Linked DNA regions of Mus musculus: regions 2, 3, 4, 5, 6 and 7 are each linked to region 1. The links are chromatin contacts, called in public HiChIP or PLAC-seq and promoter capture Hi-C maps. All regions are on one chromosome and are shown on one strand. The core of a region is the stretch at or near the end of the contact, and the rest is flanking DNA. Distances in the headings are between cores, read along the strand shown.

Region 1 (3,487 bases), core at 551-3,050:
GGAACACGGGTGTTCCCCACACCTGACCAGAGAACACTTTGATAACTAAAAAACATACAGGCAAACTTCAAATGTCCCCATGAGATCATAGTTTGTATTAACTTAAAACACCTAATGGCTTATTTTGCCCCCCCCCCCCCGCCTCTATCAAGAACAAATGATTTTACACATTTGAGAAAGACAACTAAACATTACTCCGAGTTGCTTTTGCTTTTGTTTGCTTGGGAGAGAAAAAAAAACTGTCTAACAAAGTTTGTTATGGCTTGGATGTCAAAGGCTGGCTCTGATGAGCTTAAGAGTGACTGCATCCTGAGGCCTCATCAGTGAGTTAATTACCTTAGATGGGTTCATAGTTAGACAGACTGCTGGAAAGGGATGGAAACTGGCACAACCTCTTCTTACCTTTAGGGATATGTGCATGCAGGTGGTACACATGCAGCATGTAGGCAGAACATGCATACACAGGAAATAAAAGTTTAAACATCCAAGTGTTCTCATGTGTGCTATCCTCTGGAGTAACTAACTATAAATTAGATCTACACCTTGTGTCCTTGACCTGCCATTACAAAACTATGTAAAACTCATTAAGACAAGAGTAACATTTTATTTCTTGTGTATCCTCTCAGTTTCTAATAGTACATAGTTACAGTAACAATAGCATAGCTCCTCAATAAGGCAGCTAACGTTCAGTCGTTAAAGAGGTAAGGACCTATAGGTCTCTACAGTCAAGAAAACTGAATCAGCCTCCACTTCATTCATAATTCAGAAAAAGAGTGCACTGAAAGCCAGGCTAGTGACTCATGCCTTCAATACCAGTACTAGGAAGGCAGAGGCAGACACATCTGTGAGTTCGAGGCCAGCCTGGTTGACATAATGAGTTCCAGGACAGCCAGGGTTACATAGTGAGAATCTGGAGAGAAGGGACGGGACGAGAGAAAGAAGTAGAGGGAGAGAGGGAGAGAGGGAGAGACAGACACAGAGACAGGCAGGCAGTCGAGCAGGCAGATAGAATACATCCAGGCCCAATTTTGTCTAAGGACACAGCTTCCAGGACCGCAGTTCACAAATCTTATATTGCTTTTGTTTTCCCTTCACGCTTGCACGACGAAGGATGCAAACTTTGACCGGTTTCCATTCACTGGCCTGATCTTTTGATCAGACACCCTATAGCCTGCATACAAAATCTTGACACATTCTGGGTAGCAGTTAGGGAAGAACACTCTTCCACACATGTGGACCAGCTGCCAGTATAGGGTGGCAAGAAGGGAAAAGGGTTTATGTGACCTCGGGCCTCTTCCCAAGTCTGTCTCTTGGTTTCATTGATCCTTGCCTTGTCGGTACATGTCAAAACCTAAAGGAAGAAAAACTACCAATAAAATAAGGCCCAGTAAGGAGAATGTGTTGTTATTTTAACTAGTGATCTGCATTCAATTCAGGAGGGATTCTAGGGATCCTGAAATGCCAAGCCGATTTGATTGTCCCCACAATCCCAGGCTCCTGCGGACTGGTCATCAGATAGATAGCGGGGCAGGAATTGGTGTCTAGACCGCGGAACAGCTCTCTGTGATCGGTCGGAGCAATCTCAATCGCGAAAGCAAGAAGCTATTAAACGGTCTTCCCGTTGTTGTCCAAGGGTTTAATCCTTACCAAGGTGTGATTGACAAGCATTGCTATCCAATTGAAACTGAGGACAGTACATATAGACCAATGGGAGGACGTAAAGGAGACTGACGTACACACCACCCACCCACCACGCTTTGCGTTGCCTGGAGCCACAGCCAACGTCAGCTATTGAGGACGCCCTTAAGTGCTGAAAGGGCGGCTTTGATTGGTCCATCTTAAATTTCTTAAATGAGCCCCTACTTGTGATTCGTCCAAAGTAGACCAAAGCCTGGATGAAGGGGACAGAGAGCGAGGGGTGAGTCCTGGTGAGGAACCTGAGAGCCGGGTGAGGACCGGAGGCTGGCCCCAGACGCCTGGAAGGTGAGGGCGGGAGGCGCGCGGGCCACCGAAGGTCATCCTGGCCGCAGGCCTGGGATTACTGCTCAGTCCCCAGTGTTCCCAGCTGCGGTGCTGGGAGCTGATGTGTGGTGAACCCTGCAGACTGAATCGCTGCCTGCCCAGTAAAAAGGGCAGGACGCTGAAGCACCCTCTTTCTGTCAGTCAGGTGTCACCTGGTCTTTAGGGGTCGTGACATTTGATTTTGCCCAGAGGTGCATGTGATTAACCAACAAAGATTAGGAGGCATTAGCCTAATGTTTTAAAACCCAAACGAGGCTGAAGTTTCTAAAGTAGGAAAAAAAAAAAAAGTGTAGGCTCTCACTCCTCCAGTTTGTTGATTTTGGGGATAGGCCTTGCTCAATATCCCCGGCAGGCCTCAAACTTATGGTCGGTCCTCTTGCCCCACCCAGCCTTTTGAATGCTAGGATGACAGATGTGTACTACCACATCAGGCCATTCTAACTATTTTTGAAGGTTTGGAATAAGCAATTAAAAAAAAAAAAAGTTAAAAAGAGAGCTGGGCGTAGTAGTGGCGTTAATCTTTAGTCCCAGCAGGCTGGAGGCACAGGCAGTCAAATCTTTGTGAGTTCGAGGCTAGCCAAGTGTACAAAGCTTTACCCGGGAAAAAAAGATATCTCCAGAAAGGCAATCCTGTCCAGTAACCTACCATTTCTATTGCGTTCAAGGACTTGGTCCTGAAATTTGGGGTACGGGCAAGGTATCATCCACCAGCAGCCTTACACCACACTGCCTTATCTGTAATTTCCATCTGCCCCAGACAGCAAACTGTCCTCTGAGACAGGTATTAGTTTTCTCCCTTAAGATTCTCAGCTTGTCTTGCAGAGGTGGCCCATGCCTTTAATCACAGAGGCTGAGAGTTCTCTGAGTTTGAGGCCAACCTGATCTAGTTCCAGGACAGCCAAGGGTACACAAAGAAACCCTGTCTCAAAAACCAAAAACAACCAAAGATCCTCAGCCTGGTGGTGGGCAGGATTTTCATCCAATGAACCCAGGGTGCAGGATGTTTGTTTCTTTGTTTGTTTGTTTTCCCCTGGAAATTGGGTGAAAGGGGCTGTCAAACCAACCTTAGGTGGAGGAAGAATTCAAGACATATAGATTCAAAAGGGTCCGGAGAACTTTATAAGGAACCTCACAGTCTCCATCACAGGGAGAAAAACAAACAACAAAGCACCTGACCTTGTCTTGCTTTTGTCAACTGCTACACAATGTGTTTAAATTTATACAAATTGTTTTTTTCCTACTCTAGGTTACTTGTTTCTAACGAATTGACTCTTAAAATTGTGTCGGCTTAAGCATCAACTCTCAGAGAATACTTGGATGGTATTCTGTGTCTTAAGTAAATGGACATTTTTGTTTGTTTGTTTTAATCAAATCTCACTAACAAATAATTTAGCTATTCCCAAGACTTGGGGTTGTAGCTCAGATGGCACAGTCACACCTAGCATGCGTGAGACCCTGAGTTCTA
Region 2 (3,487 bases), core at 280-2,779, 480 kb before region 1:
TTTAAAATTCTAAGACACATGATTTGTTAGGAAAACAATTCTTTTATAAAAGAAAATTTTATAAAAGTAAAATTAAAAAAAAAAAAGAAAGAAAAGAAATTGGACCGTCAAGCACAGGCTTGTCATACCTACCTGGGAGGCTACAGTGTACAAGTTCAAGGCCAACCTAGGCAATTTAACAAGATTTTGATCTGAACAAAAACAAATGTAAGAAGAAATTTGGTGTTTTACAGGCCTAGAAATGTAGCTCATGGCAGAGCATAAGCCCAGCATGAGTGATGCACTAGGTTCAATGTCTACCATCACAAAAGAGGAGGAACAGGTGTGGATGTGCTTCACTCACTCAGAGCCTTGATGTACAAATGCGAATATCCATGCTCTTTGCCACTTGAAATAAAGGACTTTTTTTAAAGTGTGTACTCAGACAACAGGTGGAAAACTAAAGCAAACAAACAGGTAATATTTAAATTAGGAAGACCATGGTAATGGCCAGGCAGGTTAAGCCTCTTGCTGTCAGGCCTAATGATCCCTCCAAACCTTCAACAGAACCAGCTCCTGCAAGTTGTCTTCTGACCTCCACAGGTGCACGCACCATAGCACGACAGACAGACAGACAGACAGACAGACACACACTGCAATAAAAAATTAAAATGAGGACTCAAACTTACTCTCCATAGGCACCTTCTCCCAAAGTTTGCACCAAATCCCAGTCTTCCACAAAAGGCACTGCCATGACTCCAAGCACAGCGACTGTAAAATGCAGGATCCCAGAAAATACTGGGGATGAGTGTAAACTCTCATCACCTGTAATGCCACTGAGCCATGTCTCCTGCTATGATTCCGCACGACTTTCTTTTCATCTTACATCTGAACCATATTTACCCACGTCATAATACTGAACTTGAACATTTTGTCCTGTTTATCACAAATCCTGTTTCCACGTTTGTCCTCCGTCCGCCTTTATGCAAAACTGAGCACTTGCTTGGCTCCAGGGTTGCAAGACAAGAGCTTTCGGGTGAATGATCCGGAAAGGGAGTTGCGGGCAGGTCAGGGTGCGGGGGTGGGGAGCAGCTGGGTGTAACTACGGTAATTACTGCCAGAGCAGCCCCTCCTCCCACCCGCTCACTTCCAATTCCCACCCCAACGGCACGTGTCCCCAGCACCGGGAGGGAACAGGGCGGGGCCAAGCCGCGGAGAGAAGCGGGAGGCAGGGACCCCTAGAGCCGGGAAAGCATGCGAACCCCGGAGCCTTACAATCGCTCTGGTCCCTTTATGCTGGAGAGCCACGGGCCACCCGCTCCAGCCCGGGCTCCGGGCGGCCCTCCCACCTCTCTGCTAGTCTGGACCACTCCCTCCCCGCGCCCGTCCACACTAAACAAGCCCTCTGGGTCCTTTGCTGGAGTTCTTTCCCACTGTTCAGGACGCCCTTCTCACCAAGCAGTCCTTTGCCAGCTGCCACAGGAATCCAAATGCACAGCTTTTCCCGCCAAAACCTGCTTGCGTCATGCTGTCGCAAAAGCGCACACCTCTGCCGTAAAGCGGGCCGGCGCGCGTTGTCCTATCCCAGGCTCTGCAGAGGAGCGACTTCAGTAGACCGACCGCGCAAGGACCCTTCCTTCTAATACTGGCTGAAATTCTGATGTGGCCGTAGTTAAGACACAAGCTGACCAGATTTGGTATTGACGACTGCTTTGGTGAGAACTGATCTCTGAGTCCGAATGAAATGGAAATGGCACGGGGCGTGTGCCACGCCTTACGTTGCTCCACAGAGGCACCGAAGCCTCCATCCAGACTGCGCCACCAGTTGGGCCAAGAACCCAGGTTCCCTGCCACTCAGAGCCTGCAAAGGCTGCACCGTTAAGTACGTAAACCGACCTGCTCTTGACCTCGGAGCCCCAGGGAGGAAGGCTCAAACTAAGCGACACAGAGTGCTCTGTAAACTCAATTGTGCCCCCCTTAGTATTCGAATTGAGAAGCTAGCAACTGCTGCTGGAATTCTGAAAAAAAAAAAAAAAAAAAACGAAGGAAAGCAAGTGTGGTGGTGCATGCTTGTAGACCTAGAACTTGGGAAGCGTAAGCAAGAAGATCTTGAGTTCAAGGCAATCCGAGTTATACAGGGTTAGTCTTACCAAAAAAAAAAAAAAAAAAACGAAGGGGAAAAAAAACCACATCGCCGCGGATGTGTGAGGGGAAAGTGCAGTGAGAGTCACCAATATTGCCTGAACAGGAGGCTCCAGAACCAGTTAAATCTTTTTTTTTTTTTTGGGGGGGGGGGGACACACGACTATTTGCCTGTACTAGCTTTCTTAAACAAGCACGGTGGCCCACCACACTATAGAGATAAAGCAGGAGATACCCAACCAAGATGCTCGCTTTCAAGAAAAAACAAACAGCAAAGTAGACTTAATGGTGACTCATCTATAACCTCAGTCTAGGGAGGTTGAGCCAGGGAAAGTGATTCAGGTTGGTCAGCCTGAGCCAAGGGTGTGTGAGTGTGTGTGATCTTATCTAAAAAAAAAAAAGGAGGTGGGTTGGGGAGCACAATCAATATTCCTTAACTAGGCTAGACTTATGGCATAATGGTAGAATGCCTGCCAAGCATACAAAAGTCTCATAATAGAGAAATGTCAATTCTAAGAAAAGGGACTTGGATACAAAAAATAAGGAAACAATGAAACCATGTGCTGGCTAGTCAAGTGCATTGCCTCTGAGCTACATCTCCAACTCCATGAAATCTAACCTGGAAATGTTTAAACTTAAACCATGTTATCAGTTTAGGGTTCGTGTAATTAAAAACAAGCTATTAGATTATTTCCATTTCTTTGTGATTTCCTGTGTATATTCTGAAATCTACAAGAGGTTGATTTAGTCTTTTTTTTTTTTTTTTTTTTTTGGTTTTTTGAGACAGGGTTTCTCTGTGTAGCCCTGGCTGTCCTGGAACTCACTCTGTAGACCGGCTGGCCTCGAACTCAGAAATTCACCTGCCTCTGCCTCCCAAGTGCTCTTAAATGGAATCTAGGTTCCTCTAGTCTTAAATGGAATCAATGTCTTATTTCCTGGAAAAGACACAGTATCAGAGTTCTGACTTGGAGAAGAGTGTGTATATGTGTGTGTGTGTGTGTGTGTGTGTGTGTGTGTGTTTATGTGTTTGTGTGTACACCTATACCAACAACAGGGAGGTGAATGTAGGAAGACCAGTTCAGGTTCACATTGGTTATATAGAAAGCTCAAAGATAACCTGGAATAAATTAAATACTGTCTCAAAACACCTAATGTGTCTGAATCGATTAAAAGAAAACTGTTCAGACACAGAGGAGTAACTGAAAGTGAAGAGAGGTGGGGAGTAGGAGGACTCATGATAAAACTCCCTAAAATTAGTTAGGAAGGAATAGTAGTGAAACGAGGCATAACACTTGCCTGTAATCACAGCACTTCGGAGGGAGATGGAGAAAGATCAGGAATTCAAAGCCACCCTAAATTTGAATCT
Region 3 (3,487 bases), core at 572-3,071, 450 kb after region 1:
GGGACATTCTTAATGCTCATGCCAGAACAAGATGGTACACCAGGGCTTGCACTCTTTGGGCAAATCAATGGGTGTGGCCACTCCAATTAGTGTGGCCTTTGGCAGAGAAAGGATATAGGACTTGGACTTAATTTAGACCCCCTACAAAATTCTTTTTTGTTCTCCACTACAGAATTCTAAAGACTCTCTATGCTTACAGCTTTGACCTTGCAAAGACAATCTGACCCACTGTATCTTACAGAACAATTACAGGGAGAGAGAGAGAGAGAGAGAGAGAGAGAGAGAGAGAGAGAGAGAGAGAGGGAGGGAGGGAGGGAGGGGGAGGGGAGGGGAGGGGAGGAGGGGAGGGGAGAGAAGAGAAAAGGATGAAAAGTTTTGCATGTAAAATTCTTAATTAATCATCTATTTGCATATACCCAAGTACCATCATTCTTTACTGATGGCTCAGTCTGTCTTGAAACCAGTTTTGAAGGAAATGCCTATTTGGGTGTTTCACAGGTGGAGCCTCAAATTGGTGTTCAAGGCATCAGTTGGTTTAAGTACACGGAGACCCTTTGGTTTCATAAGATCTTTGTATACTTAACGAAACCAACACTATCTTTAAATGTCGACTTGTAAGCATTAGGCAGGCTCTGACATCATGTGACAAGAGAGAACAGTGAGTATAAGGTGTTGACTTCCTGATTTACTCATATTTCCCTCGACACATATACAAGCGTTAAATGTTTTAGCAACAACAAATTGAAAGTCAAAACTTTTCCCGATACGTCTACAAAGACCTTGTAGAAAGAAGTGTTAAACTGCAGGTTCAGATGTGAGGGTATATGGACCGTATACCTATTACCAAGCAAGCACTGAGGTGACTGGCTAAGCTAGAATAGTCTATTTATTAGACTGTTATCAGATTTATTAGACCCTAATACTTCTTGGCTGGTAAAGAAGTTTACTCATCAAATCCTAAATCCCTACAATTAAAGCAGGAAGTGTCTATACACCTCAGCAGGAGGAGGTAGCCTGTTTCCTGATGTTGAGTTCCACTTTCAGTTTCGGATGGAGGGAAGGCAGAAACACCTAGAAGCCTCGTCAAAGGGAGCTACAACCAGGACAATTTTGAAAGATTTAGGTGCCTGTTTACGAAAGCGGCAGCCATGGCGTTAGGGTTGGGTGTACTTAGGAAACAGGCTGTGTAGAGTAAATAATAAACTGGAATCAGGGTATCCAAGTTGGAGTTAGGGCACGTCATCCCTCTGGGCTTCATTTCAGTGTGCTCGCCTTAAAAGACACTCCTTAGGCTCGAAACGAAAAGTAGCAAGAAGGTAATGACTAAAGTTTGCTGGCGGAGCACTCTTCAGTCCTCATTTATAGAGGAGTTGACAGGACTAGAGGAATAACTTATGCAAGGATATGGAACTAATATTCCCAAGCGAGGCAACTAACACTGGACGGATATTCTTTCTCTGAGAGAGTTGAGGTGGGGAAGACAGTCCCCACCCAAACCCAGACTCACAAACACCGTGGCCTTAGCTGCTCTGCGCAGCCGCAGGTACTTCAGCCGGTACTTCTCGTTCTGGCTCTTCCTCGGGAGCCTTTTCATCCTGGCCTTGCTGGACAGCGGGGTGCGCGGCTCGGAGGCCAGGCCGCTCAACACGCTCATGATCAGACCGGGTTCTGGAGCTCCGGGGCGCGGAGGGGATGGAGCGCAGGCAGAAACAGATGGCGATCCTCGGCACTTCCCAGTCGATTTCCCAAGGAAGACCCGCCGGAAGTTGCGCAAAAGCACCGCCACGTGTAACTTCCGGGTTTGGAAGTTGCGGTGGTTCGGACCTAGCGGTGGGCTGGGAGGACGGGTGTGGCTCAGGGTTGCAAGGAGCTGGAGCTGGAAAGAACCGGTCCTACCCGGCTGATAGCCAGCGAAGTAGGGAAGAGTTTAAAGTCCTGATGCAGACGCTCAGGCAGGTGCCCTCAGGGAATGCACGTCCACATCTGCTTTCCCAGGTTGCTCTGAGCAGCAGGCCTTCCTGGGGTTTTAGCAGACTTAAATACTAATGCGGGGAACTCAGTTTCCCATATGTGCTGATCGCACAAGTGTTTCTTAGGCTGTGAACTTCGGGGATAGTAAAACAAGACCTTGATTGCCCCAAAGCTTGGTATCTAGTTAGCAAACTGTTTTAATAAAATGTTAAGTAGCACAAGGTCGGCTTTCAGTGGTTTTAAAATGAAACCAGGAGCGTTTCAAGTACACATACTTCCTATCGTTTTTTTCTTTCAGTAGTGTCAAACCAATTGACTGAGCCTCTTTTTCACATTTTGTTTTTGTTGTTTGTTTTCTCCCTCTCAAAGTAAGAAATGAGATGGGGTGGATTTCCAAACTAGTGTACTCATATAAAAGATAATTATTGTTAAATTCTCCAAATCTAGACGTTTACGGTTGTACATGGAAGCCAAGAAGTATGTTACATAATTAACGCGCTCACTGAATTACTAGAGAAAAACCTAATACTGATAAAGACAACTTAGAATTCAGTAAGTGATCCAAGTATTTAATCTCTGAAAACTGTAAAAACCATTGCAGTTTTGACAAACTGCAACCCAAGAGAAAAAGCGTGTAGATACTCTTCTATGACTGCCCATGTAACAAGCTGCTTTTTTTGAACTTGGTTGGGTCTTAATAATGCAACTCCAGGGTACCATTTGCCTTCACAAATACCTAAGGTGCTCCTGTGGATTTAGTTGGTTTTAAAAGCCATCAGAATTGTGACAACTTATAAAATACACTGCTTTGAAAATATATACTGGAATTCTAGCTTGGAATCTGAAAGCACTCATAGTAATCGAAATTGACTTTATTCTTAATAAAGCGTTAGTTTTAACTGCCTGATTTGCTGTTTAGCTGCATTTTGTTCTCATAGACTTTGACATCTATCTGACTTTTTGTATTATTCATCTTCTTCGTGTGTTGTGTCTATGAGGAGGAAAGTCCCAGCCTCTGCTTTAGTTGAAAGCTCTTTTGGCCAGTAGACTTCAGTGGAATAGTCCCAAACATGTTTATTATTATTTTTTTTTTTCACTTGAGACTTTTTCTTTTACAATTAAGGCAATTTTCTTGCAAATTTGACAAAAAAGAAGGTATTGTTTATTTGTTGGCTTTGATAGACTGGGTTCTTAACAGTGCCAAACTCTCTGTGTAGGGAAAGATGACCCTGAACTCCTGACCCTCCTGTTTCTATCTCCCAAATTCTGGGACTATAGCCATAGACAACCATGTCCAGCTTGGGGAATTTTTTTTAAAATCCATGGGCTGTGATCTAACTCAGTGGCAAAGCACTTATATTATAGGTGAAGAGCTCTGGGTTTGATTTCTAGCATTCCAAAATGAGTGGTGGATGAATGGATGGATGGATGAATGAATGAATGAATGAGTAACAGAGGCCCCAAGTTCAGTTTCAAGAAACCACATCCTGTAGCGCACAGCTATTTGTAATTCCAG
Region 4 (3,487 bases), core at 519-3,018, 410 kb before region 1:
GAGATTTTAGGATTCCAAAGTTATCATGCCCCACCAAATCAAGCTTAGAATCTTCAATTTAAGAGATAATAAAATATAATAGTCAGCTTGTATACAACTCAAACTTCAAAACATAAAGGATACTTTCCTTGACCTCTGGCCACTTCAGCACCACACTGACCCAACTGGACTGATGCCATTCAGAACTGGACAAACAGGGAGTACAGTCAGAAGGCTGCCTGCATCTGCTCCTTACGTCAAATCCTACCCAAATGTGCTCACCTAGAGAAGTTCCTAAGGTTAGGAAACATCTGTTACTACTCCCACTCCCCCCTCCTAAAAAAGCAGAAAAAGAAAACCTCAAGAGCTTCAATCATGTGTACAGAGAAAGCCAGTGCTCTAGGAGTTGTGGTAAAAAGCAGTCCATGACCAGGAAACTAGTAAATGTCCAAGACACTAAGGTATATCACAAATGTACCACCATCTTAAGCAACAACTTGCTCATCTACAAATAAAGGGTAGCATATTAAAATTCTTCACGGGATAGAGTACGACAGAATAAACAAAGCTGAAAAAATTCTGGATAAATGTAATCCTGTTAAAGAACACACCCGACTTGAGGTGAGAAAATCCATTACTCTAGTTTTCTCCAAGAGCCCAGACAGGGAGCTTCAAAATCTGTCATATCCCAGAACCACTGTGTTATTTGACTCCTTGGCAGATTAATACCCGGCTTCTTCATGTACCAACTAACAAAGTACCAGTGACCAAATAGAGCCTTTAAAGGAAAGGCCATTATTATACCGTGGGCCTAACAACTTTTCTATGGGAGAGAACATTTGGTATGAATTGCCCTGTTTAACAAATTGCTGAGACAAGCAGAAAAATAACCTTCCACGATTTGAGACCACACACTGACTGACACAAAGGGCTCTAACAACAGAGAAAACCAAGATGCATCATCTGGTTCACAATATTTTACATATAAACGGTTTGTCAACAGTGAGTGAAAGCTAATTACAACCAACTTTGGAACTTCAGTGTTCTAACCGAGACTGGACTTTTTGGCTTAAGCTTTGCAACGAGGATTTTTGTTTAACCCAAGCATCACCTTCCTTAAACCTTGAAACACTGCTGGCCAATAAATTTGACAGTCTTTAGAACCGATTAAGCACCTACTGAGACATACTCCTGCACTTTCATTCCGAAGCCACCAGATTCAAGTCCCGGAAGGGAGGAAGCCAGTGTTTCCCACTCCAGGTAGGGAAAAGGTAAACACCCTCACGCATCACCCGGCCACAGGCTGCCTCCTGGGCAACCTGGGGTACTCGGCCCCTTCTCTCCCGCAGCGTCGGGGCAATTGGGGTGAGAACCCGTCTTCCTCCCCAGCCACTGCCGCGCACAAGGTGCGGACCTCGCTCACTGAGGGTCACCGGAGCTAAAGATAGCCCCGCCGCACCTGGGGAAAGCCTGAGTCCCGCGCGCCGCCGCCAGGCCTGCCCCTGCCGCCTTTCGCGTCCCGGGCCCTTCGGGGGCCGGGGTCCTTGCCGCAGCCCCTTCCAGAACCTTAGGAACTAGCTCCGGCCTGCCAGCCCTCGATGGGCCCTGCCGCCCAGGCTGCGATTTGCAAGCGGCTCGAGCCCACTGCCCGCCGCGGCCTGCACCTACCCCGCCACCCTACCGCCGCGGCTCCAGCCAGGGCGCTCGCCCACCGAGGCTCGGTTCGCCTGCTCCGCGCCCGGCTGCCCGCTCCGCCCGGGCGCTCGGAGAGCCGGGGCTGCGCCCACACTGGGCATGCCCGGGCCGCACGGGGCAGCTGGGAAGTCGGGCGGGCAGCCTGCCGGTCGCTGGGCAGGGGCGGGGCTAGCGAGGTAGGGCGGGGCCATACCGGGGGGCGTGGTCTGGGAGCCTGGGAATTGTAGTTGGCTGGACCTCAGAGTCCAGACTCATTCTGGGTATCCAGGTCCAGGATTCTAGACCTTTGTTGCCTCCTAGTCAAACCCCTTCTCACTGTTGAGCGATCGTTAACCTCCTTAATCTATCTACACATCAGTGCTGGTCTTTCTGATATCCTTTAAGAACAAATGATGAAAACAATAAAATAGGAGACACCTTGATAATTTGGAGGCTTTCTATAAAGACTAATAAACCAGGTATGGTGATGCACACCTGAAATCCCAGCCCTTGGAAAGCTGAAGAGAAGAAATGGTCCAAATTCGAGTCCAGCCTTGGCTACCTAGTAAGTACCAGCCTTGGCAGAGCTGTGTAACAACATCTTGATTCAGAAAAAAACAAAAGCAAAAAACAAAAACTCAATAGAGTAATCAGTTATCATGCACATGCAAAAAGCCCTGGCTTCAAGTCCAAGAATTATATTACACAGGGCATGATAGTACAATCTCAGCACTTGGAATTTGGAGGCAAGAGATCAGAAGTTTGAGTGATTCAGAATATAAGGCATCAACCACTTAGGTAGCATTTAGTGCGGATTGTAATGATGGAATGGCTGTGATAAAAAACAAGTAGAGATTGCTGTTTTCAACTGGCTCATTTCTAGCCTGGCTCCATAATTTCTTGTCATGAAACTGTAGGAAAAGCCACTTTTACCCTTTTCAGGTTTCTCCTTTGAATTTAAGAAACAAAACCCAGAAAGAGTCAAGTATAAGAAAAGCATACAAGTTAGCTAGTGAGTTAGTAGTGACTGACATATAAACCCTGAGAAGGGAATGAAGAAGATTGGAGATGGGTTTTCTTTTATTTTTTGGAGGGGGATGGAGGGAGGCTGGAGACAGGGCTTCACTCTATAGCTCCGGCTGTCCTGGAACTCACTCTGTAAATCAGGGTGGCCTGCCTCTGCCTCTGCCTCCCAAGTGTTGGGATTAAAGGCATGCACCACCACCCAGTTAGTTTAGTCCAGAGGAACAGAACTTAATGAATATATATGGGGTTTATTAGAATGACTTACAGGCTGTGGTCCAACTAAACCAACAATGGTTACCTGTGAATGGAAGGTCCAAGAGTTCAGCAGTTGTGCACTTCACAAGGCTGGGTGTCGAAGCTGGTCTTCAGTACACGCTGGAATCCCAAAGTAGTAGGCTCTACTGCCAGTGGAGGAATGGACTTGCCAGTGAGAGCAAGAGCAAGCAGGAAAGCGTGAGTTCCCTTCATCCATGTTCTTTATATAGGCTGCCAACAGGAGGTGTGGCTCATATTAAAAAAGAGTCTTTCCACCTCAAAAGATCTTGGTTAGGAGTCCTCGCGGCTGGGTGTGGTGGGATGTACTCACTCCTTTAGCTCCAGTACAGGGAAGGCTGAGGATTAACATTAAATTCGAAACCTGGCATGGCGCACGCCTTTAATCCCAGCACTTGGGAGGCAGAGGCAGGCAAATTTCTGAGTTCGAGGCCACCCTGGTCTACAGAGTAAGTTCCAGGACAGCCAGGGCTACACAGAGAAACCCTGTCTCAAAAAACCAAAAAGGAAAAAAAAAATTAAGTTCGAGGACACC
Region 5 (3,487 bases), core at 715-3,214, 380 kb before region 1:
GAATATCAAATTCCAGGTGTTTTACATCATTTTGCATAATTTAATTTCCATGTAGCCCAGACTAGCCCTAAAGTTAAAAGAGTAAGTGTTTACTCCTGCTTTAGCATCCTGAGTGCCGGGTGTGCACACTTTTGCCACCATGCTCAGCTGGAACACTGGGGTTTGCAAAGACCAAACTCTTTCCCAAAGACCAAACTCTTTCTCAGTTCCAGTACTTTCCTCACAAGCCTCTCTCATACTCTGAATATTGCACATGGAGTCTTTTTTAAAAAGATGTATTATTTATTTTTGTAATAACTATGTGTTGATGTCTGAGTATATATATATATACCACTTGAGTTGCAGGGACACTTGGAAGCTAGAAGCAGGTGTTGAATCTCCTGGAATGGAATTTTGGCTTCTCAGCAGTTAGTGCTCTTCATTGCTGAACCATCTTTCTAGATCTAAGAAATAATTTCTAGGAGTTGAGAAGCATGCACAATAATTCCCAGCAGCACATAAAAACAAAACAAAACAAAAACAAAAAACAAAAAACAAGCCGTGGGTATGAAAGTACACATCTGTAGTCTCAGCACTCGGGAGGTGAAGGTGGAAATATCAGACGTTCAAGATCAACCCTTGACTACATGGTTTGAGCCCCCACCCCAACCTCCACTACACCTCGTACCACCATCACCAATCAAAACCAGCATAGAAAAGTGCATTAAAGCTTCTGCTAAGGAAGTAGCCAAGGGTCATAGCTCCTCCTCTCCTTCCTAGAAGTGCATTGCATGAGTTCACTCCCTTAATCTAACAACAGGCCTCGGAAGTGGGAGGTATAACCCTCATTATGTTGATGAAAACGTGAGCCGCAGCAAGGATAACTTTCCCAAGGTCACAAAACCACATGACGCCAGAAAAATAGGGTTTAGCATCTATTTCTTGTTTTGCGTGTGTGTGTATATAGGTGCAGTTGCCATAGTGCTCTTGTGGAGGTTGCAGGACAATGTTGTGGACTCAGTTCTCTTCTAGCACATTCATGGGAGTCCCCAGAGTCGGGTTCAGGTTTAGACAATGAGCACCTTTCACCTGCTGAGCTCTCATGACCACTTTTTTTTCTAACAAGAAAAACACCCTCATGTTTCTAATTACCAGGAGGGCAGAATGGCTAATACTTTTTCTAATTTCATCAGAGATGATGTCCCCCTGCCTTCCCTGCCCCTCATGATTGAACTGTTGTGATAAGAGTGCATAAATCAACATAGGGAAGACCCCCTTCACCTCCCGGCTGTCATTCTTGGTTTGGCCTAAAATCAGACAAAATTAGGAGGTGTCACCAGGCAGACATGCCTCTCTTGTGCTGTCTTTTCTCTTTTCTTTCTTTTTCTTTTCTTTTTTTTAAAACTACATTATTAGATTTTATATGAATAGCATCTCTAAGCACAGATTTACATACAGCACATCAACGTGTGAGGTGTAAAGTCTGAAGTCTTTCTATTCCTGGATCCCCCTCACTCAAATTTCTCACTTGCATTCCACAGTTTTGGATGACAAAATTATTCCCACCATCCAGCCCCCTCACCTTGGAGCTATGAACGACTTTGGAGTAAGGCGCACCTCTTGGCTTGTCCACTACAACCCCTAATAGAATAGGAAGGGCAGTCCAAAAAGTGCCAGAGGCTCTTTGAGTGTGTCTGTCAGTATCTGCCTGCCCATCTACTCCATTTGCCTGCATTTTTATACAAAACCTAGTGTTGGGCCATCTGAAGAATCCATATTGGTAGCGATTGCACGCCCCCATCTCGGAGCTTCTGAATATTCATGTGGGAAGCAGAAGGGCCAGTATCAAAGAAGGGAGGAACGGCAATTCATAAATATTAATAAAGGTAGGTCCACGTGCTCTAAGGAAGCTATGAGTGTTCACGACAGGATGACGTTCAGGCCCTGGGCGCGCCCGTTAGGCGGGTTCCCGAGTGCGGGCGCGCCTCCGGGAGCCCGGGCACGAGCGCGGGGACCAGGCGCAGCCGGAGCAGCGGGGGAGCGCTCGCTGGCTGGCTTGCCCGCTGACGTTGTGCTGCACCGGGCCACCTCTAGTCGGTGGTTGGGGATGTCTGGCTGAGCCCTGGGATCCGATTCCTTCCTCCAGGACCCGCTCAGGTGCGGTGGTGGGAAAGGCGATCTTAGTCTGGACTAGCCCCAGTCCTGGGGGCGGGTGTGTGTGTGTGTGGGGGGGGGGGGGGTCGAATTCGGGTGGTGAAGAAGACCAGAGGATTGGAGATTCTCTCATAGGATTCCTCGGGTATGCGCTACTCTCATCTCCTCTGGGTCTTTTCCTCAGAAGTAAAAAGAAGGGTTCGTGGGCCGTCGTCCTGGTCTTTCCCAGTCTTGCGGGAGCTCAAGCTCAAGGGCCCCGGAGTGGGTACTGGTAGCATCATCTCAGAGCATCGTGTGTGTGTGTGTGTGTGTGTGTGTGTGTGTGTGTGTGTGTGTGTGTGTGTGTTCATGTGCAACACAGTGCCGGGAAACCCTATCTGATGGTGCTGGAGCAATGTGGACTCCATATGTCATTCCAGGACCGTTATGTGTTCCGCTTATCTTAGGCGTCTCAAAATCATCTTTGTCCCTACGAATCTGATCCTGCAATCTACTTGTGCCCCTCCGCGGCGTGTGGAGCCTTCCTCAGACGGGGCATTCTCGCAGTGTCAGACCCTCTGGCTGCAGTCCTCTGGGAGCGATTGTTTTACTACACAGAGCAGGTTGGAGAAAGGACGAGTGTGACGAAAAGGAGTGTGCAGAGCCCGCCCTCATCCTTGGGGCCCAGGGTGCTGCAGAGCGGAGGTTCAGCTGAAGGGGTGTTATACAATCCGTTCTTCTTGCCCTCTTGTCTTTCCCTTTGCATCTTGTCTCCAAGTACGACTCACCCATCCCGGTGACCAGGTCTTATTTGGCAAAGGGAAGACAGTGGAGTATGAGCAGGGGCTGCGTGGGATGAGCCGTGCATCCTCAGAGTGCCAGCCATTGTGCTGCCTAGAAGAGCCTTTCTTTACTCCGACAGAAGAGGGAGAGGAGGTCTGAAATGGAGGTGAATGGAACAGAAGGGGGGGGGAGGGTACCGAGTCCGGTGAAGGGGTTGCTGAGCCATGTGCAAATGAGTATTTATTCTTTCTGGCAAAATGGACAGCTTATACTAGCCAGGTTTTGCAGAAGAGCAGTGGGAGTCTGGAAGTGGATAACAGAGGGCATTTTAAGGATCTATATGGGAATGGGAGGGGAAGCACAGAGTCAACTGGTCTACAGAACAAGTGATGGAAAGACCAGGGAGATGGGATGGCATGTGTGGAGGTGCAAAGAGGCCCAGCAGGGGAGGCACGATGAAATCTCCCTCTCATCCACCATGCATTCAGCTCAGTGAAGCAGACTGGGGACTTGTACTGCAGACCCAAGCTGCAGCTTCTGTACTGTTAGGCTGCAGGGAGAGGCTTTTTCCCATGTTTCCTTCCGAGTGTCT
Region 6 (3,487 bases), core at 389-2,888, 290 kb before region 1:
GAGGAAAGGAACTTTGGATTTAGATCCACTGGCCCTGCTACAAACACACTGCCTGGCACTGTTTGGTGTCTAATGATTTATTTCCTACTTCATATGGCTGTAGTCACTTGAGTGGCAGAGCAAGGGTTATATCTGTCCTCAAAGCCCTAGAGCCCTAGTGTTTTTTTATTCAGCAGTAGGAGAAGTTGAGTCAAGGCTACACAGGACAGCACAGACCTCGTCATATGCTTCCTTTGGTATTCTCTGGTGCACCCCTGGAACTTGGTACCAAGCCTCAGAAATCTAAGTATAGCCCCCGTCTCAGAAGAGGGCAAAGACCCCACCTTGCTGTGATGTCAGGTTGCATATTAGTCTGTAGCTCTGTGGAACGGTGGCGACAGGGCAGCTCTGACTCTCTAGGGACAGTCTTCGTCATTTTTTTTTTTTTTTTTTTTTTTGAAGAAGCCACTGTGGCAGCAGCGAAAGCCCTGGGGAAGAATCTATTGGCTAAATACATGGTATTGTTGTCTTCTCAACAGCTTCCTGGAGGCTTATCTGACTCCAGACCCAGGCGGCTGCTGTGTACACTCACAGAGGGACACCCACAGGGAGCGGAGAAGCACAGTGGTTGCAGTGTAAGTGACACTTCCAGCATCCAGTCTCGCATCCCTCTCGAGCTGTCTAGGCACCAGGCACCAAAAGCAGCTGAAGCTGAGCTCAGTCCAAGAACTCTGCTGTCTCTCTGGAGAGCCACAAGAAACCTGGCCTCCACAGGTGGTATGACCCCCCCCCACACACACACCAGTTTATTTGAGGTGGACAGGCAATGAGTCCCTCAGAAGAGGCTGAGCAGAGGGAGAAGCAACTTTACAAAAGCAAGGAACATGTGCCCCCAGAGTGCCACCTGCAACACCCTCACCCCTGCCCTCATCTTATGCACATCAATCAACGGTCATCAGTTTTACTTCAACTCTCATTTCTGGAACAAAAAGGAAGACTTCTTCAGAGAAAGGGATTTACTAAGAAACAAGAGGGGCTCTGGGATGGATCTTGGGAGTGTGTTTGTGGGATAATGGGGCACACAAAAACTGGCTGTGACCACAAGATTGGATCTGTGCTCTGACATCAGCTGGAAGAGTTGTCCGTCTCCTAAGACTTCTGTCTTTACTCTTAATAGGGAAAGGGCCTGAGATGCTCAGGAAGTTATTTTTCACCTAAAGAAGAAATTTCTGGGAAGCACACACACACGATCTCACATACAAATACTCACACACATTCACACACATGCACATATGCACACATACATGCATGCTCACACCCACACACATTTATGCACATATGCATGCATGCACACACACAAACACACACACACACACACAATGGGGTAAAAACCTAAAGCATGACAAAAATAAATGATGGAAACATTCCTCTTGAATGTATTTTGAGATGTTTGGAATTTTTATCTTACTAGGTTGTCCCTGAAACAGGGAGATAAACTGGATGACCTTGCAAAATCCCTTGCATTTTAGGATTAAGAAAAAAACAAAACAAAACAAAAAACCGATGGTCTCTAGGATTCCAGTGAAAGGATTAAGGAACAGGATCCAGATACAGGGCCCAGCCATCTGCTATCCTTGCCCTGGCCACTAGGGGTCTCTGCGGATCCATAGCCTCAGACCAGCTCACCAACCCCTCCCAGATGGCTACCACCAAGACTAACTTGCCTGGTCCGAGGGGAGGGTGGGACGTATTTCAGTGTCCCACTTCCACTGGAAGCTTGTCCCATCTTTCTAGGCATGGACGCGGACAGTCCTCTTGACTCTTCCTTATTTCCTATCACCTTTTACAGGGCACACAGAAAGGTTCTCTCTTGTGCAGATGTCTGTTGCCTTAGCTTGGGAATAGGTTTGTGAGGGAAAGAAGGCTGACTCTTCCTTTGACACTGTGCCTAGCACATTTTGGAGTGCGTGCTAGATGCTTCATAGATCTGTGGTCTAACTGGGCTGTACGCGCGTCTAGGTGGTTGAGGAGGTTGCCTCTGTCCCCAGACAGCCTTTCTGGCAGAGTCCCTCTGTTCTATCACAGCCAGAGTCCTGCCTTAGACCAAGAAGAGCTAGGCTTGCAAAAGCAAGGAAGCCAAGCACATATAAACAAACCATCTAATCCTGTCCTGTTCCACCCCAGCTGGGGGCTTTGGCCTCAAGGGAAAGGCACTCCAGGCCTGTGGAGACAAGCAGCAGCTGCTGCTCTTAAGGAACACTCCTTCCCGGAAGGAGCGGGAGCTCTCAGGTTTCACCCACCGGGCAGGAACTACACACTATGAAGCCCAACAGAAGTCACAGCTCTACTGCTATGGCGCAATGGGGTAGCACAAATCCACTTCTTGCCTCCTTGGTCTGGGGTGCTGCTTTCCCGTCTAAGTGGTAATACTCCTGAGGTGGACCACCTTCCTTTGTCCCCACCCGATCTGAAAAGTCACAGGTCACGTCCTCAAGATGATCAAGCATGGGGCAGAAGTCCTAAGGCCTTGGCAAGAGTGACTGCAGTATACCGCCTTCCACCTCCCTGATAACTTTGGAAAAGCAAAGCTTGCTGCATGTCAGGGAGAAGTCTACCCCTCTGAGGGAGAGATGGGCCGTCAGTGACTTCCATAGACTGCTGGGGAGTCCCAGAGCTAAGAGCTGGCTCCTTTACAGGCTGCTAAGCCCAGTACATTAGGATGTCCTACTTACTTCCCCATCTTCCAATCAGTTACCAAATCCAAACTCATGCTCCACAGTAACTGCTATGTCCCCTCAAGTCTCTGCATCCCTGGATTGCAGTCATCCCATGCCTAACCTGGGACCAGGAACCTTGCTCTCCTCTCTATCTGTAACAGGATGCCACTATGTTAGAAGAACACAGGCTCTATAATAACCATATACACATTCACTACTTAGTGTATGGTGTCGGGCCTGTCTCTTTTCTTATATCCTTTTCTCTTTCCTTGGGTGTCATAAGGAAATATAATGTCCATCTGAAGTCTTGTGAGGGATAAATTAAAATTTTACACATAAATACTTAGTGCACGCTATTTTTGTGATACGGGGAGCTCAGTCAATGCTGCGGGAGCTCCTTTCTCACCAGTTCATGTTGTAGCCATAAAAGCTCAATTAATTTGTCCTGCAATGTGTCTCCAGCACTGACCCTATTGTATATATCCCTATTTACTCTTTAAAATATTGAGCAGTTGGCTATAATAGTCAACATCGAAATATATCTCCTAAGGACTGGGGAAAAGGGGGCTTAGCAGTTCCGAGTACAATTCCAGAAGACCTAGGCTCAATTCCCAGCAACCACAGGCAACCCTCGGCTTCTCCAGGTCCAGGGGATCTAACAACGTCTTCTGTCCTCTGAGTACTGTGAGCACATGATGCACAGGCATACATGCAGGCAAAATTCCCTATCACGTAAAATCATTTTTTGAAAGAATACATATTTTAACTATCCCTTCCATAAGTTTAGTTTC
Region 7 (3,487 bases), core at 665-3,164, 270 kb before region 1:
TAGAAAAGAAGTAAAGCAAAACCTGACTCCTCTCCTAGAAATCTCTCTCTCTCTCTCTCTCTCTCTCTCTCTCTCTCTCTCTGTGTGTGTGTGTATGTGTGTATGTGTATGTGTGTGTATGTGTATGTGTGTGTATGTGTGTGTATGTGTATGTGTATGTGTGTGTATGTGTATGTGTGTGTATGTGCATGTATGTGTATGTGTGTATGTGTATGTGTGTGTATGTGTGTGTGTGTGTATGTGTGTATGTGTATGTATGTGTGTGTATGTGTATGTGTGTGTATGTGTGTGTGTGTGTGTATGTGTATGTGTGTGTGTGTATGTGTGTGTGTGTATGTGAGTTTAGAGTTGGAGCTGCATTTCACAGCTTCGTTCTCTGCTCTGTTTTGTTCATAGTTGCATGATCCCATGTGTTATCTTACTTCCTAACATGAGGACTGCAGGGCTGGAGAGATGGTTCAGATGGTAAATCGCTTGCTACACAAGCATTAGGACTTGAGTTCTATACTCAGCACTCACATAAAAATGATGGGCGTGGTGGCCTGTGCTTATAATCCCAGTGCTGGAGGGCTGGAGACAGAGGGTCCCTGGGATGTTTGGATAGCCAGTGTAGCAGCCAGGCCACCAGAGATAAAACCACACACACACACACACACACACACACACACACACACACACACACACACAGACAGTATGCAAGAGAGAGAGAGAGAGAGAGAGAGAAATTGAGAAGGGGAAGTGGTCTGAGAATTGAAGCAAGTGCCTCCAGCAAAATGGGGATAATATTGTTAATATTAATATTAAGCTTTGTGAGTTTTAAATAAGATAATAGATGCAAATAACTTAGGATAGCACCTGGTACCTGTAAGTGGTCTATAAATGTTAATTATCATCATCATTGATATGCTTATTTCTCTTGCTGTTTCTGGTGTCTGTGAGGTTTTCAGCTCCCTTCTAGGCAAGAGCCTGGACTGGAGGATAAGGTGAGTGACTCTCAGATCAGGGCTTGCTGAGGTCTCTGTGGGCCTACAGCTCTGAGCTGGTTCCTTCAAGTGACTCCTCACTCCTAGCCTCTGGCCTCCAGGCCTGCCTCTTCAGAGTAGGCCCAGGGGCCTGGGAGGCCCCATTTTGGAACTGGCTTTGCGGTCAGGCAGCTATAATCTGTCCCTGGAGCCACACCAGAGTCTCATTAAAACGTGCCCCATAAATGTTAAAAAATTTACACATAAAAAAATTCCATGCATGAAACTGAAACCGTACGTTTTACAGCCTTAGTTTGAAATCTTGCATAATATATAAAACCTTGGCCTTGCACCGGGGGCCCGTAAATCAGATTTTATAAAACAAAAAGCTTTTACCTTTCAAAGGGGTTTGGGGAACTTGCAAATTTTACAAACTTTACCAAGTGCCAGTCAGAGGCTGCTAGGCCCAGGGAGGGTGTCGGATCTGGAGGCCAGGTTAGAAAGAAGCATGGTGTAGGAACTGTACTATATCCCAGAGGGGTCACCAGGGATTCCTGATTTAACCACCTGAGAATAGAAAGCTGCCCCCGAAATGGATCTGGGGAAGGTCCTAGTCGGGGCTCCAAGGAGATATTGGTTTCATTCTCTTATGTGAAGGCTTTATTGTCACCAGGGAGAGGCGGAGTGTCAGTGGGAGAGGCACAAAATCAGGAGTCAAAGACCAGGGTTCTCTTCTATGGACGTGAGGATCGCTGTGAGTAAAAGGAGATGGGAGTGGACATCTTTCTAAGGTTGGGTTTCTAACCCCAACCTTTTTGTAATTACGTTTTCCTCACAGTAGAGGCGCTGTGGAGCAGCAAGCTTCCAGGATTCCCTCCCTCAGAAATCTCTAACTTGGATCCTCTCTCAGAAATTTGGGGCGGTACTGGGAGAGCTGACTCAGCTGTTTCCATGGAGACTTGTCAGGAAAAGCGGCTCTGGGAGACTGTGAGGAGCACGGGAGGGTGTGACAGGCAAAGAGCTACAGGGAGGGAAGGAAGAACGGGGCTTCCCAAGAGGTGGGAGAAAGCAGGGGAGGGTCAGAGAGGGGCTGGAGGAGGGTGTTCAGAGGGGCAAAGATTTGGGGGAATCCAGTGCCCTCCCGACAATCTCATCTATGAAAGTCAATATTCAAGGGCAAAGGAAAGCTGCCCTCACACACACATATATAAAAAATAAATCTCTCAATTATCTCAGCTCATTTGCTTGGGGTCCCTCATTTTATGTCCCTGCTTGGCTGCGCAGTATATCTGTCCGGAGAAAGAGTTACAGTCCGTTGGGCTACGTGTGCGGGGTTGTAAAAAATACAGATGCCAAATTAACTGGCTGTGGCACTCGGTAGCTGATTGAGCTGGTAATAACGGGATCTGACCTTTTTCTAATTTCTAATTATGTGCATCTCGGCTGTGCTGGCGACATGATTCTTGTCCTAATGATGGCTCCTGTGCTTGGCCTCTGTGTCTCCTCCTTTTGACATAGGGCTAGGAACCAATGGCAAAGGGGACTGTTGGATTTCCCTATCCTACCCTAAACGTTTCAGGCTCCTGACCATGGTGTGTCTTTGACAGCCAGGAGGTAAGCCTGTGGATCTAGAACACGATACCACATTGAGATGAATTTTCAGATGCAAAACATTTTTAAGGGCCAAGTCTATGAGCCATCCAGTTAATTTATCCCAGTCGCATGAGTTGGGTATAGTTAGCTGTATAGATGAGGAAACTGAGCATCAAGGGGTTCGGTCACCAAGGTCCTACCGAGAATAAATACTGACGCAAAGCTCATTACATGTGTGCACGCGTGCAGTTACCCTTTCTCAAGCATATCCTGACTTTTTGAAAGAGCTGTCTCTTTGCTCCATAGCTGCCTGAGGCTAAATTTGAGACTTTCCTTTCCAAATTGCAAAGTCTCCTAATTCCAACTAGCTGAGGAGCAGGGCAGGGCTAAGTTAGCCTGGCCCTCCACCAGCTGGAGGACCAGCACACTGGAATCTTCGAGACTGCAGCCAGGGTTCGATGCCTGCTAGGGAGGGAAAGAGCCAGGGATGAGCAGAGGTAGACTTGGGAGCTTTCACTAATATTCCTTGCAGCCAGTAAGAGCTTCTTCCCCGTCTGAGCCCTGCTCCCACTTTTAAATCATCACCAGACCGCAAACCTCCAGGCCAGTGTGGGTTCTCCAGGTAGCATCCAGTGCAGTTCTTCACAAAGTACTGCACTGGATGCCAATAATAGCGGCAATGTGAGTAATTTTCAGTCCAGAATAATGCCGAAGTCAGCCATCTGCCCTGTAGATGTACTGAATATGTGTGTGTGTGTGCACACGTGTGTACTCATGTATATGTGTACATGTGTGTGTGAGAACATGTACTTTCTTTTATAGTCACTTTTATTTCCCAAACTCTTTTCTTTTGGGGAAGCTAAATTCTGGGCAGAAGAGGCCAGCACTACTATCAATCAGTGTGTCTATGTTGAAGAGCACATTTGCAGAGT

What was found. Promoter capture Hi-C pulls out the DNA fragments that hold promoters and counts their contacts. HiChIP or PLAC-seq counts read pairs in DNA pulled down with a chosen protein or histone mark. Capture Hi-C pulls out chosen DNA fragments and counts their contacts.
Region 2: a promoter capture Hi-C map of liver shows a contact between it and region 1, with 2.8 times the contacts expected there. The contact joins the promoter of Chek1 here to the promoter of Tmem218 in region 1. A contact is called at or near these places in 6 of 39 promoter capture datasets (cranial neural crest, liver, maxillary cranial neural crest and 2 more), 2 of 484 Hi-C or Micro-C datasets (CD4 T cells and CD8 T cells) and 1 of 9 other capture datasets (liver).
Region 3: a contact with region 1 is called in a promoter capture Hi-C map of adipose tissue. The contact joins the promoter of Tbrg1 here to the promoter of Tmem218 in region 1. A contact is called at or near these places in 6 of 39 promoter capture datasets (the C10 cell line, hematopoietic stem and progenitor cells, liver and 2 more), 2 of 484 Hi-C or Micro-C datasets (B cells and CD4 T cells), 3 of 115 datasets of contacts at active chromatin or transcription factors (embryonic stem cells, extraembryonic endoderm stem cells and memory CD8 T cells) and 2 of 9 other capture datasets (adipose tissue and liver).
Region 4: a contact with region 1 is called in a promoter capture Hi-C map of second pharyngeal arch cranial neural crest. The contact joins the promoter of Ei24 here to the promoter of Tmem218 in region 1. A contact is called at or near these places in 17 of 39 promoter capture datasets (the 3T3-L1 cell line, 3T3-L1-derived adipocytes, the C10 cell line and 12 more), 1 of 115 datasets of contacts at active chromatin or transcription factors (liver) and 1 of 9 other capture datasets (adipose tissue).
Region 5: a contact with region 1 is called in an H3K4me3 HiChIP or PLAC-seq map of neural tube, with 5 times the contacts expected there. The contact joins the promoter of Fez1 here to the promoter of Tmem218 in region 1. A contact is called at or near these places in 9 of 39 promoter capture datasets (the 3T3-L1 cell line, cranial neural crest, embryonic stem cells and 5 more), 5 of 115 datasets of contacts at active chromatin or transcription factors (embryonic forebrain, embryonic hindbrain, embryonic midbrain and 2 more) and 1 of 9 other capture datasets (embryonic stem cells).
Region 6: a contact with region 1 is called in a promoter capture Hi-C map of neural stem cells. The contact joins the enhancer-like site here to the promoter of Tmem218 in region 1. A contact is called at or near these places in 8 of 39 promoter capture datasets (the 3T3-L1 cell line, cranial neural crest, embryonic stem cells and 5 more), 1 of 15 datasets of contacts at CTCF or cohesin (the NIH/3T3 cell line), 3 of 484 Hi-C or Micro-C datasets (cortical neurons and embryonic fibroblasts) and 13 of 115 datasets of contacts at active chromatin or transcription factors (craniofacial prominence, differentiating embryonic stem cells, embryonic basal ganglia and 8 more).
Region 7: a contact with region 1 is called in an H3K4me3 HiChIP or PLAC-seq map of embryonic basal ganglia, with 4 times the contacts expected there. The contact joins the enhancer-like site here to the promoter of Tmem218 in region 1. A contact is called at or near these places in 5 of 39 promoter capture datasets (cranial neural crest, frontonasal cranial neural crest, maxillary cranial neural crest and 2 more), 1 of 15 datasets of contacts at CTCF or cohesin (the NIH/3T3 cell line), 2 of 484 Hi-C or Micro-C datasets (cortical neurons and embryonic fibroblasts), 8 of 115 datasets of contacts at active chromatin or transcription factors (embryonic basal ganglia, embryonic forebrain, embryonic limb bud and 4 more) and 1 of 9 other capture datasets (liver).

The regions. Positions count from the first base shown.
Region 1 is chr9:37,206,423-37,209,909 of GRCm38.p6, forward strand. Tmem218 (transmembrane protein 218) reads left to right here and starts at 1,801. Exons shown (of 4, transcript NM_025464.3): 1 at 1,801-1,983.
Region 2 is chr9:36,725,129-36,728,615 of GRCm38.p6, forward strand. It overlaps Chek1 (checkpoint kinase 1), which reads right to left and starts at 1,530. Exons shown (of 13, transcript NM_007691.5): 1 at 1,435-1,530; 2 at 669-750. The coding sequence starts at 733.
Region 3 is chr9:37,655,491-37,658,977 of GRCm38.p6, forward strand. Tbrg1 (transforming growth factor beta regulated gene 1) reads right to left here and starts at 1,822. Exons shown (of 9, transcript NM_025289.3): 1 at 1,508-1,822. The coding sequence starts at 1,654.
Region 4 is chr9:36,795,566-36,799,052 of GRCm38.p6, forward strand. It overlaps Ei24 (etoposide induced 2.4 mRNA), which reads right to left and starts at 1,769. Exons shown (of 11, transcript NM_001199494.2): 1 at 1,648-1,769.
Region 5 is chr9:36,830,776-36,834,262 of GRCm38.p6, forward strand. It overlaps Fez1 (fasciculation and elongation protein zeta 1 (zygin I)), which reads left to right and starts at 1,965. Exons shown (of 10, transcript NM_183171.5): 1 at 1,965-2,136. It also overlaps the pseudogene Gm27219.
Region 6 is chr9:36,914,918-36,918,404 of GRCm38.p6, forward strand. The region is part of intron 7 of Pknox2 (Pbx/knotted 1 homeobox 2); the gene reads right to left. Among named protein-coding and RNA genes, the nearest start is that of Gm34652, 57 kb to the right of the region's middle. Within about 2 kb of position 1,639, at least 70 of the 459 cell types and tissues checked have an H3K27ac peak or open chromatin away from gene starts, as enhancers often do. A contact at or near this core is called in craniofacial prominence, differentiating embryonic stem cells, embryonic limb bud and 3 more, where this site is marked.
Region 7 is chr9:36,932,032-36,935,518 of GRCm38.p6, forward strand. All of the region lies in intron 6 of Pknox2 (Pbx/knotted 1 homeobox 2), which reads right to left. Among named protein-coding and RNA genes, the nearest start is that of Gm34652, 40 kb to the right of the region's middle. Within about 2 kb of position 1,915, at least 96 of the 459 cell types and tissues checked have an H3K27ac peak or open chromatin away from gene starts, as enhancers often do. A contact at or near this core is called in cortical neurons, embryonic basal ganglia, embryonic fibroblasts and 2 more, where this site is marked.